2 separate regions of the Mus musculus genome follow, and region 2 is linked to region 1. A link is a contact called in public promoter capture Hi-C data. All regions are on one chromosome and are shown on one strand. Each heading gives the region's core, a stretch centred on a gene start, on an enhancer-like site or on the middle of the called end of the contact. The rest is flanking DNA. Distances are from core to core; before and after follow the strand shown.

Evidence for each region. Promoter capture Hi-C pulls out the DNA fragments that hold promoters and counts their contacts.
Region 2: a promoter capture Hi-C map of liver shows a contact between it and region 1, with 2.6 times the contacts expected there. The contact joins the enhancer-like site here to the promoter of Tmx2 in region 1. A contact is called at or near these places in 3 of 39 promoter capture datasets (the 3T3-L1 cell line and liver), 3 of 115 datasets of contacts at active chromatin or transcription factors (bone marrow-derived macrophages and pro-B cells) and 2 of 9 other capture datasets (adipose tissue and macrophages).

What each region holds. Positions count from the first base shown.
Region 1 is chr2:84,675,372-84,682,793 of GRCm38.p6, reverse strand. It overlaps Tmx2 (thioredoxin-related transmembrane protein 2), which reads left to right and starts at 3,966. Exons shown (of 9, transcript NM_025868.4): 1 at 3,966-4,151; 2 at 4,620-4,943; 3 at 6,637-6,697; 4 at 6,936-7,049; 5 at 7,313-7,389. The coding sequence starts at 4,755. It overlaps Med19 (mediator complex subunit 19), which reads right to left and starts at 4,392. Exons shown (of 5, transcript NM_025885.3): 1 at 4,133-4,392. The coding sequence starts at 4,349.
Region 2 is chr2:84,019,091-84,026,512 of GRCm38.p6, reverse strand. No RefSeq gene overlaps it. Among named protein-coding and RNA genes, the nearest start is that of Zswim2, 82 kb to the right of the region's middle. Within about 2 kb of position 3,307, at least 42 of the 459 cell types and tissues checked have an H3K27ac peak or open chromatin away from gene starts, as enhancers often do. A contact at or near this core is called in adipose tissue and macrophages, where this site is marked.

The DNA.
Region 1 (7,422 bases), core at 2,717-5,216:
ACTAAAGGTGCGAGCCACCACAGCCAGTTGTTTCATGACATCTGAACAAGGAGTTCAAGCACATCAGAGAGGCAGATGCTGGTAACCCCAGCACTCGGGAGGCAGAGGCAGAGAGGCAGAGAGGCAGAGAGGCAGAGAGGCAGAGAGGCAGAGAGGCAGAGAGGCAGAGGCAGAGGCAGAGGCAGAGGCAGAGGCAGAGGCAGAGGCAGAGGCAGAGGCAGAGGCAGAGGCAGAGGCAGAGGCAGAGGCAGAGGCAGAGGCAGAGGCAGAGGCAGAGGCAGAGGCAGAGGCAGAGGCAGAGGCAGAGGCAGGAAATAAGGAGCTCACGCCCATCCTCAGCTGTGGGAGCCTAAGGCCATCCTGGGTGACACGAAACTGCCTCAAAACAGAAAGAACAAGGAATTAAGTAAATATGAGGAGATGACCCAGGTTGCATTTCCAAAACCCAGAGGGCTGCTCGCAGGCATGTGTATATAAATCCAGTTAGAGGGAATCTCATGTCTCTGACCTCCCTAGTTACCAGGTGTACACACACACACACACACACACACACACACACACACACATGCATGCAGGAAAACATTCATACACATAAACACTAAAAAATAAATAGGGATTTAACTTCTATTTGAACTGTTGGTTCTCTGAAAATGATTTATAAAGCTCTTTAAGAAGCCATGACTCTAAAAACAAATTTGAATTCTCAATTCTTTCCATGTCAATTCTATGCAGATTCATTTTATTTTTCCCTTTTCTTGAAGTTCTAAGTATTGTTCACATCATTATGGCCTCTCTATTCCAATTCTTAGAACTCACATTGTGTAGTTTTAGAAAGCAATACTTCTTGTTTAAAATAAAAAACAATGGCGCAGTGCTTAGGTTCTTATGTAGCTTGTCGAAGGCCTTAGTGTGATTGGCATGATGAGGGAGGGGGGCAAATAGATCTCTACTTACGTTCCCATCGTACTTGAGTCTAATAATTTTTTAAAAATTATTTATTTAAAAATTTTTTTTATACAGAGTCTCTCTCTAAAGTATTGGATGACTTGGAACTCACCATGTAGACCAAAGTTGGCCTTGAATTCAGAGATCAACCTGCCTCCTCTTGATTCATCCTAAAAGGTTTATTTTTATCTTATTTGTGTGTGTGTGTGTTGTGTTGTATGGATGTATGCCACATATTACTTGAGTACCTGTGGAGGCCGGCAGAGGGTGGGTATTGGGATCCCTGGAGCTGCAGTTGCATACAGATAATTGTGAGGTTCCCATGTGAGTTACAGGAACCAAAACTTGGTCCTTTGGACAACATCAAATGTCCTTAACGTCATAACCTTCGAGCCATCTCTCCAGTTCCCATAGCCCTTTTTAAGGCAAGGTCTCATGTAGCCAACGATGATCTTGGACTCCTGATCTTCCTGCCTATACCTCCAAAGGGCTGGGATTATATAAGTATACCACCAAGCCTGGTTTGTCAAGTATGGAGATTGAATAGAGAGAGGTCTTTATGCATGCTAAGCATTTACTTTACCAACTAAGCTACATCCCTAGCTTTCCTAATCATATTGCAACTTAACTTTGGAGTCTAATCAACCACTAATCTTCCATGCAAAATTTCTAATGTATCCAGATGGATCTTGCGGGACCAGAGGGTCTGCAGCAGATCTAATTATCTTCTGGGTAGAAAACAGCAACAAAACTGTAACACAGCTAGGCAGTGGTGGCACTTTTAATTCCAGCACTTGGGAGGCAGAGGCAGGCCAATTTCTGAGTTTGAGGCCAGCCTGGTCTACAGAGTGAGTTCCAGGACAGCCAGGGTTACACAGAGAAACCCTGTCTCGAAAAACAAAAAACAACAAACAAACAAAAAACTGTAACACTATTTCCTTTGAGAAAACAACTTTCTAATTTTGTTTACCTATATAAATTCTTCAGTGTTTAGTTCAAATGACATCTTATTCTTGCTGTCATTTTGGCTAACACATTTTGAAAACTATCAGGTAGTTTTTAACATTGCTTCCTGTGTTGAACTATAAATAAATAAGACTGACACCCACAAAATATAAGCACAATCCTTAAACCATGTATTTTGGATCTCAAAAAATAGGCTACCTAAAAACTAGGCTTAATAATCTTCACTTCTCGGGGCTGGTGAGATAGCTCAGTGGTTAAGAGTGCCGACTGCTCTTCCGAAGGTCCCGAGTTCAAATCCTAGCAACCACATGGTGGCTCACAACCATCCATAACGAAATCTGATGCCCTCTCTGGAGTGTCTGAAGATAGTTACAGTGTACTTACATATAATAAATAAATAAATCATATATATATGTATATAATCTTTACTTCTCATAATCCCACCATACCTTGGATATTCAGTACTTATCAACTGATCTATTAATGGTATAATTAGAACAGGTAATGCAAAAGATAAACTGCTGGAAGAAGCTGGGCATGATGGTACATACTTGAAGGTAGAGGCAAGTGGATCTCTGTGAGTTCAAGGCCAGCCTAGTCTACAATGAATTTGAGACAAGCCAGGCTTACTGAGTGAGACCATGTCTCAAAAACCCAGTAAGATGGGCTGGAGAGCTGGCTTAGTGGTTAAGTGCATCAACTGCTCTTCCAGAGGTCCTGAGTTCAATTCCCAGAAACCACCTGGTGGCTCACAAGCATCTGTAATGGGATCTGATGCCTCCTTCTGGTGTGTCCATAGAGAGCAATGGTGTAGTCATATACATATCTTTAAAAAAAACAAAAAACAACTAAAATAAGGAAAAAGAAAACTGCCTTAACAGTCATTTCTTTATGCTTCAGTTCTCAATTAAAAAATACAGACAATACCTATCTATCTAAAAGGACTATAGTAAGTATTACATATTGTTACACACTGCACTGATGTGAACTTCAAACTATTTTGCTAATAAATACTGGGATAACTGAGGTTTTTATTTCTTTTTTGAAGCAGGATCTCATGTCTCCTAGGCTGGGCTTGAACTATAGCTCCTTCTGCCTTCACCTCCTGAGTGCTGGTATGGAGTACTACAAGTTCCCCAAGACTTAACATGTCCAGAACGCCTCTTAAGTTTTAGCTCTTCAAATTTTTTCTTTCCATGCCTTCCTAGTCTCAGACTACTGTACCCTTTGTACAGGACACTCACAATTCCTCTCTCTGTGTATATTTAGTTCTTTATTTCTGTAGGCTTTACCTTTAACATGTATCCTGTATTCATTTGCTTCCCGACCACTAAGCCCTGGTCCAAACCATTCCTTTTCTGAACACTGACTGGCAACTTCTGATTATCCTATTTTCATTTTTCATGTTTCTGCTGGATATCTAAAAATCACTAAATTAGATCATTTTGCACCTATATTGAAATGACTTCAATTTGAACTTTAAACAACCTACCTTGCCTTATAAAAGCCTCTACCTATTTCCCATCACTACTGGATTTTTTCCGCTTTCCTGAGTCCAATGTGTCTTCTGCCCCTCAGATATTCTAAGCCCCGCCCCCCAAGGTCTCCTGATTTAGTTTCTTGTACCTAGTATCTCCTCTCTATCCAAACAGGGATGGCTTTGTTTATTCTTGAATGCTACCTACTCAGAAATGATTCTGTGAACGCGACGCCTTTTGCAAGGCAGGCAAGAGTTCTACCACTGAGCCACGCCCCCCACCACCACAATTTCCCCGAATAATTTTATGAAAGTAAGAATTGATTCAATTCTAATCCTTTCTTTGAACAGGTTAATCTCCGAGTCCCTGACAAGGAAGGCAACTTGCTACAAACCAACAAGTTTGTGACAGACTTTAAACTAAAATCTTAAGTGTCTCCAGAAATGTTAAATCGGGTCTCCCGAGTTCTAAACAACGGCTCACGTTTTTATAGAGTCACAAACGGCAGTCAGAGAACCCGGATCACAGAACTTCTCGCTGAAGGTTGTCCCAGATATTCACACCCAACCCAAACCCACCCCAGAAAATCAAGTTATCCCTTAGGGTTGTGAATCGCCAAAGGGCTTCTGACACTGTTGCCCACTGGCCCCGCGTAGCCCTGTTATCTCACACCTAGCGGGACAGGCTAGCCACACCCTCACCTGAACTACAATCTGAGTGGCTACTCTTGGCCTACTACTCACCTGGCAATTCCCGCATCAGGTAGAAGGGGCCACTTCCAGCCGTCGACTTATCCGCTCCTGCGGGGGCCGAGGTTGCCGTCGAGGGCGGGGCTGCGCCTGGACCACCTCCCGGAGGAGGAGGGGGTGGCGGGGGTGGCTTTCCAGGCCCAAAGCCTAGGGCGCTTGGTGGCGGTGGGGGGTCAGTCTGAGCTCCAAACAGTGCCGTGAAGTTCTCCATAGCACTCTGCGCTCCTGGTTACCCGGGATCGGGCGTTAATTACTTTGATTGGACAGTACTTTCACAGGGTACCACCCTCTTCGTCTAAGAGTGTCCCATCATTGGATACATTAAGCCCCGCCTACCATCTTCCGGCAACTTACTTCCGTCGCCTGAGAGACTGGTTAGGAAGGTGGTTCGCAGACTAATAGCCAATAAAATGACTCAGTTAGAAAAGCGACAACGATGAGGACCAATAGACTATTTAATTCATTTTCTGATCTATTATAGCATCCAATAAGAGATCTACATCCGGGTCTGGAGGCGTTGCATCTGATATTTGGTCCAATAGAAGCCTTGCTGGTGGGGGCGGAGGACGAAGATTTGGGGAGCGGGAGTGAGCCTGCGAGAGAGTAGGCAGGAAAGATGGCTGTCCTTGCGCCTCTGATTGCTTTGGTGTACTCGGTGCCGCGGCTTTCTCGATGGCTGGCCCGACCTTATTGCCTTCTGTCTGCTCTGCTTTCCATTGCTTTCCTCCTCGTGAGGAAACTGCCACCGATTTGCAATGGTCTCCCCACGCAACGCGAAGATGGCAACCCGTGTGACTTTGACTGGGTGAGCGCCCCCTGCCTTACCAGCTCTCGACCTTGACCATCCCTGCCCTGCAGGTGCATGTGAAAATCTGGGAGCAGGTTTCGGGATGTAGCCGCCTTACAGACTGAGTGCAGAGCCTAGGCCGTTATCTAGTCATAACCTCCGTGTTTAAGATGGAGAAACAGATTACAGGGTTTCCATCACAGATGAACAGTATTCTACAGTGATTCCAAGCTACCTGGGGCGCCAGTGAAGAAAAGGCCAATAGTAGAAATACCATTAAATTTTTTTTGTTTAATTTTTAACGAAGTGATCACAGTGTAGTTAGGCGATTTCCCAAGGAAACGCAGCGTTCAGAAAGTGCTGTCTAACCTTATTCAATTCTCTGATAGACTGGCAGACGAAGGTCGCTGACTCAACAAAATAAATGACTTGGATGGAAAATCGAATACTCTGGGCATAGTAACTATGCACACTATCTTCCTGCGGTGGGATAGAAAAACAGGGAAGATTACAAAAATATGAGGTGTGGGGAGGGAGGCCCCTCAACCATCTAAGAAGCAGTATGTAAGAACAATTAACATTTGCCGTAAAGGTTGTGGACATAGAGCTAATAAATACCTATACAGGTATTTATGCTAAAATAGCAATGACCAGGACTTAAGGCCTAAAGGTATTGATATAACCTTGGGCAGGCCTCACATGTTCTGGGACTCTCAAATAAGATTAACTTTGTTTACATTAAAGATACAGTACTGTTGCCAGGCTTTGTGTTGTACCCTTTTGATCCCAGCTCTCTGGAGACAGAGGCAGGTGGACTTCTTTAAGATTGATGTAAGCCTGGTCTATATAGGATTTCTAGATCCATCAGGACTACATAGTTAGACACTAACTCAAAATGAAAGAGCACAACAGATACTCTACTTATCTCAATCCCTGTACTCTAGAGTCTTTCTTTATAAATTGCAATTCAGCCAGGTACCTCTTAAGAATTGCTCTATGATTTCATTAGGCCCTCTTACGATAATAGCTTCAAATCCCACCAATATGGTATAGATGACTATGGTAAAGAAAATGAAGTGCTTATGTTTTTCAGTCTTTCTGAACTCTTTCTCCCTTAACTCACATACTTAAGACTTGAGTGCCAGCTTGACCTATGAAAAACAAAACATCATAGCCTCAGCTATATATCAAGATCCTTTCTCATAATCAAATGACAAAAAAGAAGGCCTGCACTTGAGAGGCTGAGGTGGGAGGAGCACTGAGAGTTTGAAAGAAGAACTGACTTCTGCATGTTGTCCTCTATCTTCCCCATGTATGCTGTAGCACATGCATGAGGGTGTACACACACACACACACACACACACAAACTGTCAAAGAAAGAAAACCAGTGGGGCGTGGTTATCCACCCCAATAATCCTACTGTACAGACTAAAGCAGGAGAAGTTGCCTGGGCAAGATAGTGAGACCAAGTCTCAAGGACAGAAGGAGGGATGGAGGAAAAAAAAGAGAAAACCCAAAGGCCATGGATTTGTTGAACGATACCAGCCATTTGCCAAGGGTAACCCCTTTGACTTGTTGGTACCACTACCCCCCAACCTGCTCCACTTGTGTCTCTGTCTTACTGACTCAAGCTGGGTCTCGTTTTACATTTCATAGTTTGCCCCCTGTCCCGTCAGCCCGGCTCACTGCTTTGTTGTTGTATATCTTCCAGAGAGAAGTGGAGATCCTGATGTTCCTCAGTGCCATTGTGATGATGAAGAACCGCAGATCCAGTAAGTTTTGCTGCTGTGGACTGGCTGGGGGTTGGGACTCATGCCCTGCTGAGGCTCCTTTGTAGTGTTATAGGAGGAACGGTGTATTTAGTAAACTCGATCCACATTTCATGCCGGGGGAGTTTCACCTTGGGCTTCTAGATCCTCTCCCTCCTGTTCCCACTTCAAAGAAGCCCAGGAAGAGGGCCAAAGAGTGGGAGCTTCAGCCCAGCCTGACTGTGCTCTCTCTGTGTTCCAGTCACTGTGGAGCAACATGTAGGCAACATCTTTATGTTTAGTAAAGTGGCCAACGCCATCCTTTTCTTCCGACTGGATATTCGAATGGGTCTGCTATACCTCACACTCTGCATAGGTGAGAAAATGGCTTTTATTATGCTAAGGTTCTACAATGTAATCATTTGAAATAGTAAAGTTCTTTGATAAAGGTTTGATTTTTGAGGACCAGATTCCGATCCTTATCTTGCACCTAATGAACTGTATGTGTAGCTCAGGTGGTGTTGACTTAGACAGGGTTTTAAGAGGAATATGTGCACGTATGTGTTCTTCAATGACTGAAATTGCAAATAAATCTGTAACAGGCCTTGTTATCTTTTAACATTTTCTCTCTGTGTTCAGTGTTCCTGATGACCTGCAAGCCCCCGCTGTACATGGGTCCTGAGTATATCAAGTACTTCAATGATAAAACCATTGATGTGAGTATTCTACTTTCTGTTTCTTGGTTCCTG
Region 2 (7,422 bases), core at 2,058-4,557, 660 kb after region 1:
CTAATGATGTAAAGAAAAATTCTCAGATCTCAGACCCAGTTAGACCTGAGCTCATCTACGATTAGCTTTATGGCTTCTAGTTGATAGTTAATTTTCTAGTTCATGAAATATAGACAGAAATGTATACTAAAGGTGTTGTATTGAATTAATACCCCAACACCACATTAACTGGCATAAAGCGGGTCCTCGGCAAATTTGCTTTGAAACCATACATTCTTTGTTGAAAAAAGAGTTTATCTAGTCAGCACTAGTCACAATATTCACAATGCCTAATCAATAGGGACACACACCAAGAGATGAATGATACAAAATAAATGTATGTTGCACCATAGTCTCTTTATTAGCTGTAAAAGCAGAATTACCTCACTTGAAGAAAAATTGTGTGCAGCTGGAGTCTGTAACAAGTAGCAAAGTTATCCAACAAAGAAATTACTCATGTTTCTTTCATGTGTGGAGAAGAGAAGAAAGAAGAGAAATAGGCTAACAGAGAGACACAGAGAAATACAGAAAGGTGAGAAAAGAGAGGACAAAAATCTAGGGAAAAGGACAGGACCTCAGAGGAGGGCAAAGTGAAGTGATGAAAACCATCTGATCTCTAGATGCACACACATACACACAGACACACACACACACACACCAAAGTCACAGTGACTTCCATTAATTTGTACAATTAATTATAATTAAAAAAGAAGAAGAGTGAAATCTCTTTATGCTTGGTAATGATTTTCTTAGCATTTTAATCTGCACTAGAGGGGACTTTAAATTTTGTGTAAATTAACTTCATTCTTTATTAGTTATTTACTAAAGCGTCGCTCTATTAAGATCTTAAAATCTCCACATCAACCTAAAACTGGGTAGCTCCCATGTGTACCTCTTATTTAAGAGTTTCTAAGAACATTCATCTGGGATCAGTCTAGTCACCAATGTGTACTAAACCATCTGTGCTGGGGTAGTCTTGTTCTCAGTCACTAGATCAGTTATTTTGTTGTCATAAGATGCATACTAACTATTCAGCTTCGCCATCCCCCTAGGAGCTAAGCTGATGCCAATTAGTGCACAGCACTGGATTATCTCATCACGGCATTGTGAAATTAGTTGTTCTGCCAGCAGCTCTTTGTAGCCAGCAAGTCCAACACTTGGTCAGTGACGTGCATCCTCAGCAGCTTTCTCCTAAGACATCGGTAGAGAAAGTCCCTCCACAAATTTTGACTCACATGACATTTTAACAGCTGCTATTCTTCATGATTACTATTTCTCTCACACTGACATGAGTAGAAGGACAGACTGTGAAAGAAAACTCAGTTTGGTAAGAAAATTTTCATGAGAATTGGCATTAGAAAATGAAAGATTTATTCTGATTTAATAAACCCTAACTTGGGTACTTAAATATTCTCGTGCAATTTTTTTCTCTCTGTGGATTATGCTATGGAGAAAATAGGATAAAGTGTCTGAAAGAGCCTGGCCCCTCATAACTGTTCAACAAATGCTACTTCTTTTGACTTCTCTTCCTTTTCCATAATAACTGCCTAACCTGCTTGATGGCTGCTATTAAAATAGGAAGAACTTGATCGAAGAAAAGTCTACTTTAACAGCACAGCTTTGCTCACAGATCCTTGATTACATTCACTTTGCTCGCCAATATCAGTCTTACTTTTACAGAACATTTATGCATTCAGAGATCTGGGAGGAGGATACGAGTGATTTTTTTCCAAAAGTATTGTGTTTGTTTGCATTATACATATGTGCTTATGCGGGTGTGTGCACTTCTGTGGGGGGTCTAAATGCATGTGTGTGCATGTGCACGTGGTGACCGGAAGCCAACATAAAGTGTATTCCTTGATTGTTATCCGATTTACTTTTTGAGATAAGGTCTCTCACTGGACCTGTTGTTCATGGATAGAGCTAAGCTGACTAACCAGAGGGCTACATTGACCCTTGTGGCTCCCTCCATTCCAAACCCTAAGAGCAGGATTGCAGACACATACTCTCATATCTGACATTGTGTGGGTGCTAGATGGAGAGCCAAACTTAGGATTCATGCTTGTGAAGGAAGCGTTTACCAACTGAGCAACCTCCCTAGCTCTCAACCTCAATCTTGTTTTGTTTTTTGTTTTGTTTTGTTTTGTTTTGTTTTGTTTTGTTTTGTTTTGTTTTGTTTTGTTTTGTTTGGAGCACTTCTATGCCTGGAATTCAAAAAGGGTGACACATTGTTATGTAAACATTGCTTACTAAAGACTTAATGGATGTGAAAAAGAATGAATGTGCTTAGTACATTGAATTACACACATTCCTATAGATATTCTTAAAATCTAAGAAAATCTATTTGGTTGAATCTTCCACTTCATATCCTTTCCTTTGGTTTAATTTGAATAGATTTATCAGAAGTGGAGCCTCTAGTTTCAAATCAAGAGACATCATTAATGGAATGAAATTTTGCACACCAATCTAAAAACACAGTAATAGTCATTAATTTTTCAACTTGTCAGTAGCAACTGTGTTAATGTAATAGTGCCTAAGATATCTAATGTTTGTCTTAACGCTATCACAACAGTTTTCTATGAAAACCTTTATCTTTAGTAACTTCATGAATGGACTCACAGTATCTGTTGTTTCAGGATTCTTGTTGCCATTGTTTGGCTCCTTCTGGTGTAAGTCTTTAGAAATGCAGTGCCTCATGACTGTGTGTAAAAGTTTTTAATCTCATGTGAAATCTCTTCCTTGAGGGAGACTGTGGAGGAGGAGGAGGAGGAGGAGGAGAGAAAGAGGAGTGGGGAAGAGGTGACTCCAAGTAGACTGAGCAATCATAAAACGTAATGTCTTTGGATCCACAAGAACATGGACTAATGTTCCTGTGGACCATAACAAACACTGTCTAACAAAGTGTTCACTGAGCTTGCAAGGGCACCAAGTCCTTAGGATGCTGAAACATCTGCTCCATAGTTCACAGAAAAGCTAGGCTAAGTGGACTGAGGAAATCAGATGTGTCCTTAGTGAATTGTATAGGAGGACCATGTGTTTTCTTGATACCCAGTACTGTGATGAATGAAACATCTGTGAAATCTTACACCGGCAGCTAAGTTTGAGATCCTTTTCTGAAATAAAAGATAGGTGCATCCATTTTTATCTGTTATGAGACTCCTGCAAGCTACTGGAAGATTTTTCACATGATCTGACAGCTGCTAGCTACAAACAAATACAGGAGCCCAGAGAAAAGCAAAGCCTTCCTCAACATCAGGGTAAGAACAGCAGGTTACCAGCAGAACTCAAGCTTCTCAGGGTTGGAGTGGGAAGAGGAAATGATGTACCCTTGACCTGCACCCACAAACTCAGAGCTCCAGTATAAGCACCCCACCCACACACAGCTGCATGGCCCAATTTTAAGCATGTGATCTTGAGAGGGAAAAGCTGGGAAAAAGAAACAGAGTGATTGCATAATTCCCCAAGTTTTTGCCAAAGTGCTCTACAGCTTAGCACTAGACACTCTCAGTCTGGTTCTAGACAGGCCAAAGTGCTTCCCTTGATCTCTACAAGGCCATAGGGAGGGCAGCGCTAGCAGGCAAATGACTCTCCTGGGCCGCTCAGACTCAAGTTCAGCAGTTTTGTAACATCTGGATGCAGCAAAGACCCTTTGTTGCTTGTGCAGCATCAGACCAACATAAAGTAAAATGAACTAAGTAACATGTTAGTAAGCCTTTTGATTGTTCACTATTCTCTTCCCACGTAGAAATGGTTTGTTTTCAATCAAGCTCAGCTAATAGTCTTCTCTCTTATATTGCATCTTTTCAAAAAAAATAATTAGCTGAGGAAAAGCATTAAACTATACTTAGTCAATGGGAAACTCTTATAAATATGGCCTTAAATAAGAAAATATTCATTTCACCTGCATTGGAGAATGATAAAATCCTGAGGTCAACATAAATGTTGTCATAATAAAATTAATGAGGATGTCATTATATCTATGGGGATAAAGATACCTCTTTGTTTCATATTATCCCCTGTGGCATGCATATGTATATATGCATATATATATGTGTGTATATATATACACACATATATATATACATATGAATAGCTTCAAATATTTAGTATTTTTCTAAAGCTGGTTTTGAAGTTGTCACCTTTAAACAAATAAAGATATGGGAGTAGATGGTAAAAAACAACAGGAAGAGCGAGGCCCAGGGTGCAGCTCAGGGGTGGAACACTTGATTAGCATGAACAAGACTGTACCCAAGACCACAACCCGGACTGAAGGTTGAAATGGAAAGAGGAGAAAGAAGAAAGTAATGAGCACACTTCCTTTCTTGGTATCCAAGAGCCCATAGTAATGCTCCTGAAAGGAGGCCAACCTCCCACTGATGAAGATAAAATGAGCACTCGGGTATTTGGTGTATGGCTCATGAGTACATAATCAGTGTGTGACTATGACAGCTCTATTTGGTCCCTAGAGAGATACTGAAGGGACTCTGGCCAGCTCTAGTGTGGTGAGTGTGGCTATGGCAGGCCTTACCCTTCTCTATCATTCCTTCTGCCTTCTTAAAAACCATTAGATTACATTCATTAAGCTAGCCACCAAGACCTATTTACTCCCTTCTTTAGCTACTTCCTCTTCCTGACGCTGACTACTAAGGTTGAGTTCTCAAAGTATTAAAGTTCAGCAATCAAAAGCCCCCTTTGGCTCACCTAAGTAACATTCCAAATTAAAATTAAACACCTCATCCTCACATGGTGTTTCCCCTTGTACCTTTATAAACCTCCATTTTCTAATGTGCCACACCCATCTCCTCTCTATCCAGAAGAAGCCCTTTGTCCTTTGGAACAAATATCCCTTCCCTCATTCCCTTGTTCCTTCCTCTTCTCCCTTGACCTCTATCTCCTGACTTTGTCTCTTATTCCCTACCCTCTGTCCTTCTGGGGTAAATAAATCTCCTTTGTGCTTGGTCTTAGGACTCATGAGCTGATACTTTTCTTTAGAGAAACTACACATCTTGGGTTTCTACTGCTATAATAAACCAAGAAACAAAATCAACTTAGTGGGGTAAAAGGTTTCTTTCCTCCGCCTTCAACTTATAGTCATCAAAGGAAGTCAGGGGAAGAACTCAAGGCAGGAAACTGAAGGCAGGGACCGAAGCAGAAGCCATGGAGAAATGATGCTAATTGGTTTGCTTGCATGGATTGCTCAGCCATTCTTTCTATACAAACAAGGATTACATGCCTAGAGTGGCTCCACCCACAATGACCTGGACTCTCCATATCAATCATTAATCAAAAAAAAAAAAATGCCCCATAGACTTCTGGTTGGTACAGATCAATCAGATGGAGGTATTTTCTCAATTGACGTTCTCTCTTTCCAGATGTCTTTGACTTATGTCAAGTTGACAAAACAACACATGCACACATACACACACACACAATTAGACATGTGGAGATTATATTTTGCCCAGGTAAGGATGTAACATACCCCAAAGGAAGGTGGTCTTTAAGGACTAAGGAGATTAGTGCCTTTGGTAAAGTGCTTGACTTGCAAGTATGAGGACCCAAGTTCAAGTCCTGGAACTCACATACAAATGCAGAGCATAGTAGTATTTATTTATAAGCTCAGCTCTGGGGACACAGCAACTGGAGGATCCCTAGGACTTCCAGTCAGCCAGGCTAACACCATTGGTGAGCTCCGGTTAAAACTCCATAAGGGAGGTGAGCATCAATTTTGAAAACGACAGCCAAGTCATTTTTAATCTTTCCAATAGAAAGGATTAGAAAAGCATCATTCATACTTCAGCAAATCATAAAACTATATTGACAGGTAACTCTGGAATATACCTACTATGACTCAAATAACAAAGTTGAACAAGATGAATATCCTTAAGGCAGCACGAACTACTCTGAGGAAAGCAAGCACCATTTTTTAATTCATTACACAAGCATAACCACAACATGGAAATCCCCTTTCTATTATTGAAATATCTGTTCTTTATTATATAAAACATAAGGGAGCAATTTTAATTATTAAGAACATTTTTACTGTATTTTTGGAGGAACCTTAGCACGTCCTATTGTTGCTGTTTTTAATTTCCCTATTATTTGTTCTTTATTGTCTCAGAACATCATTATAGAGAATTCATACATTACCTCACTATGAACTTCTAGGTACTTGATGCTAAACTCTGATTGCCTATCTTCAATTCCATGGGCAATATTATTAGCAGAATATTCTCCTAGCACAGCTCTGCCAGCCCTTAACCTGTGGACACTTTTCCTGTATTTGTGCTCAGCTGAACACAGTCAGCCACAGCTTCCTGTGTGGTGGTGATAACACATGCCAGGTTTTGTTGCTGGCTGCTAGAGTGAAGGGGAAGACAGTGCCCTTTGACCTGAGAGAAGTACAATAAAGCTTATCAGATCCTCGCCAGACATCATTAAAGGAAGTGAGTTGAGGAGGCCACCTCGGTAGGAAGCATATATTTTAGAAAGCTGTCACTGCTAATCTTCTGTGTTGTGGCATGAGACAATTGTTTCTGCAAATATCAGTCCTTCCAGACAATGACACTCTTCTAAAGGTACAGTGCAGTAGGCAGTAAGAAAAGCATACCAGGCCGTAAATTACTCTCACCAGAACAATATTCTCATGATAATTATTGGAAAACTAAGTCTGAACTCCATTAAGTAAAAAGAACAGTGACTAATGCAAAATTTTATAAACTTTAAAACAGTAGGGTCCAGTGTGCGTATGCGTGTGCGTGTAAGGGTATTTTTCCTGTATGCATGTCTGTATACCACATGTGTGCCTGGTGCCACTGGAGGTCAGAAGAGGGGACTGGCTCCCCTGGAGGAATAGATAATTTTGAGCAGCTTTATTGGTGCTGGGACTCTTCCTCTGAAAGAGCAAGAAGCTCTCTTAACTGCTGAACCATCTCTCCAGCCTTCTACTTAATTTCTAACCGCCGTTACCTTAGACAGTTTCAATCTAGTCCTACAGACTTTCAGCTTATTAAGAGAACTCCAGAATGTTTGTCTCTGTATAAAACAACTCAATCTTTGAAATGTTGACAATAAGTTCAAAATTTGTTATTTACAAACATTGAACTAGACATACAAAACAAGACTGCTGATTTTCGTTCTAGGAGCACTGTTATGCACCAGCCAGGCTAGGACAATTCCAGCAGCAATATACAACTCTCCAGTATCACATGGAGTTTGTGTTGGGAGGTAAGTTGTGTCTTCCTTTTTAAGAAGTTTTTTTATTTTCTAATATTATAGGAAAAAAATAGGATAAATAATTCCCGAAGTTCCTTGTACCCGAACTGATTCCAAGTGACATACAGAGCTCTGGACACAGGTCTGCACCTTAGGAAATAACTAAGTGCTTCTGAGGCTTGCTGACTTCTAATTGTACTCATTAAATGAGTCAAAAATATAAGAATTTGG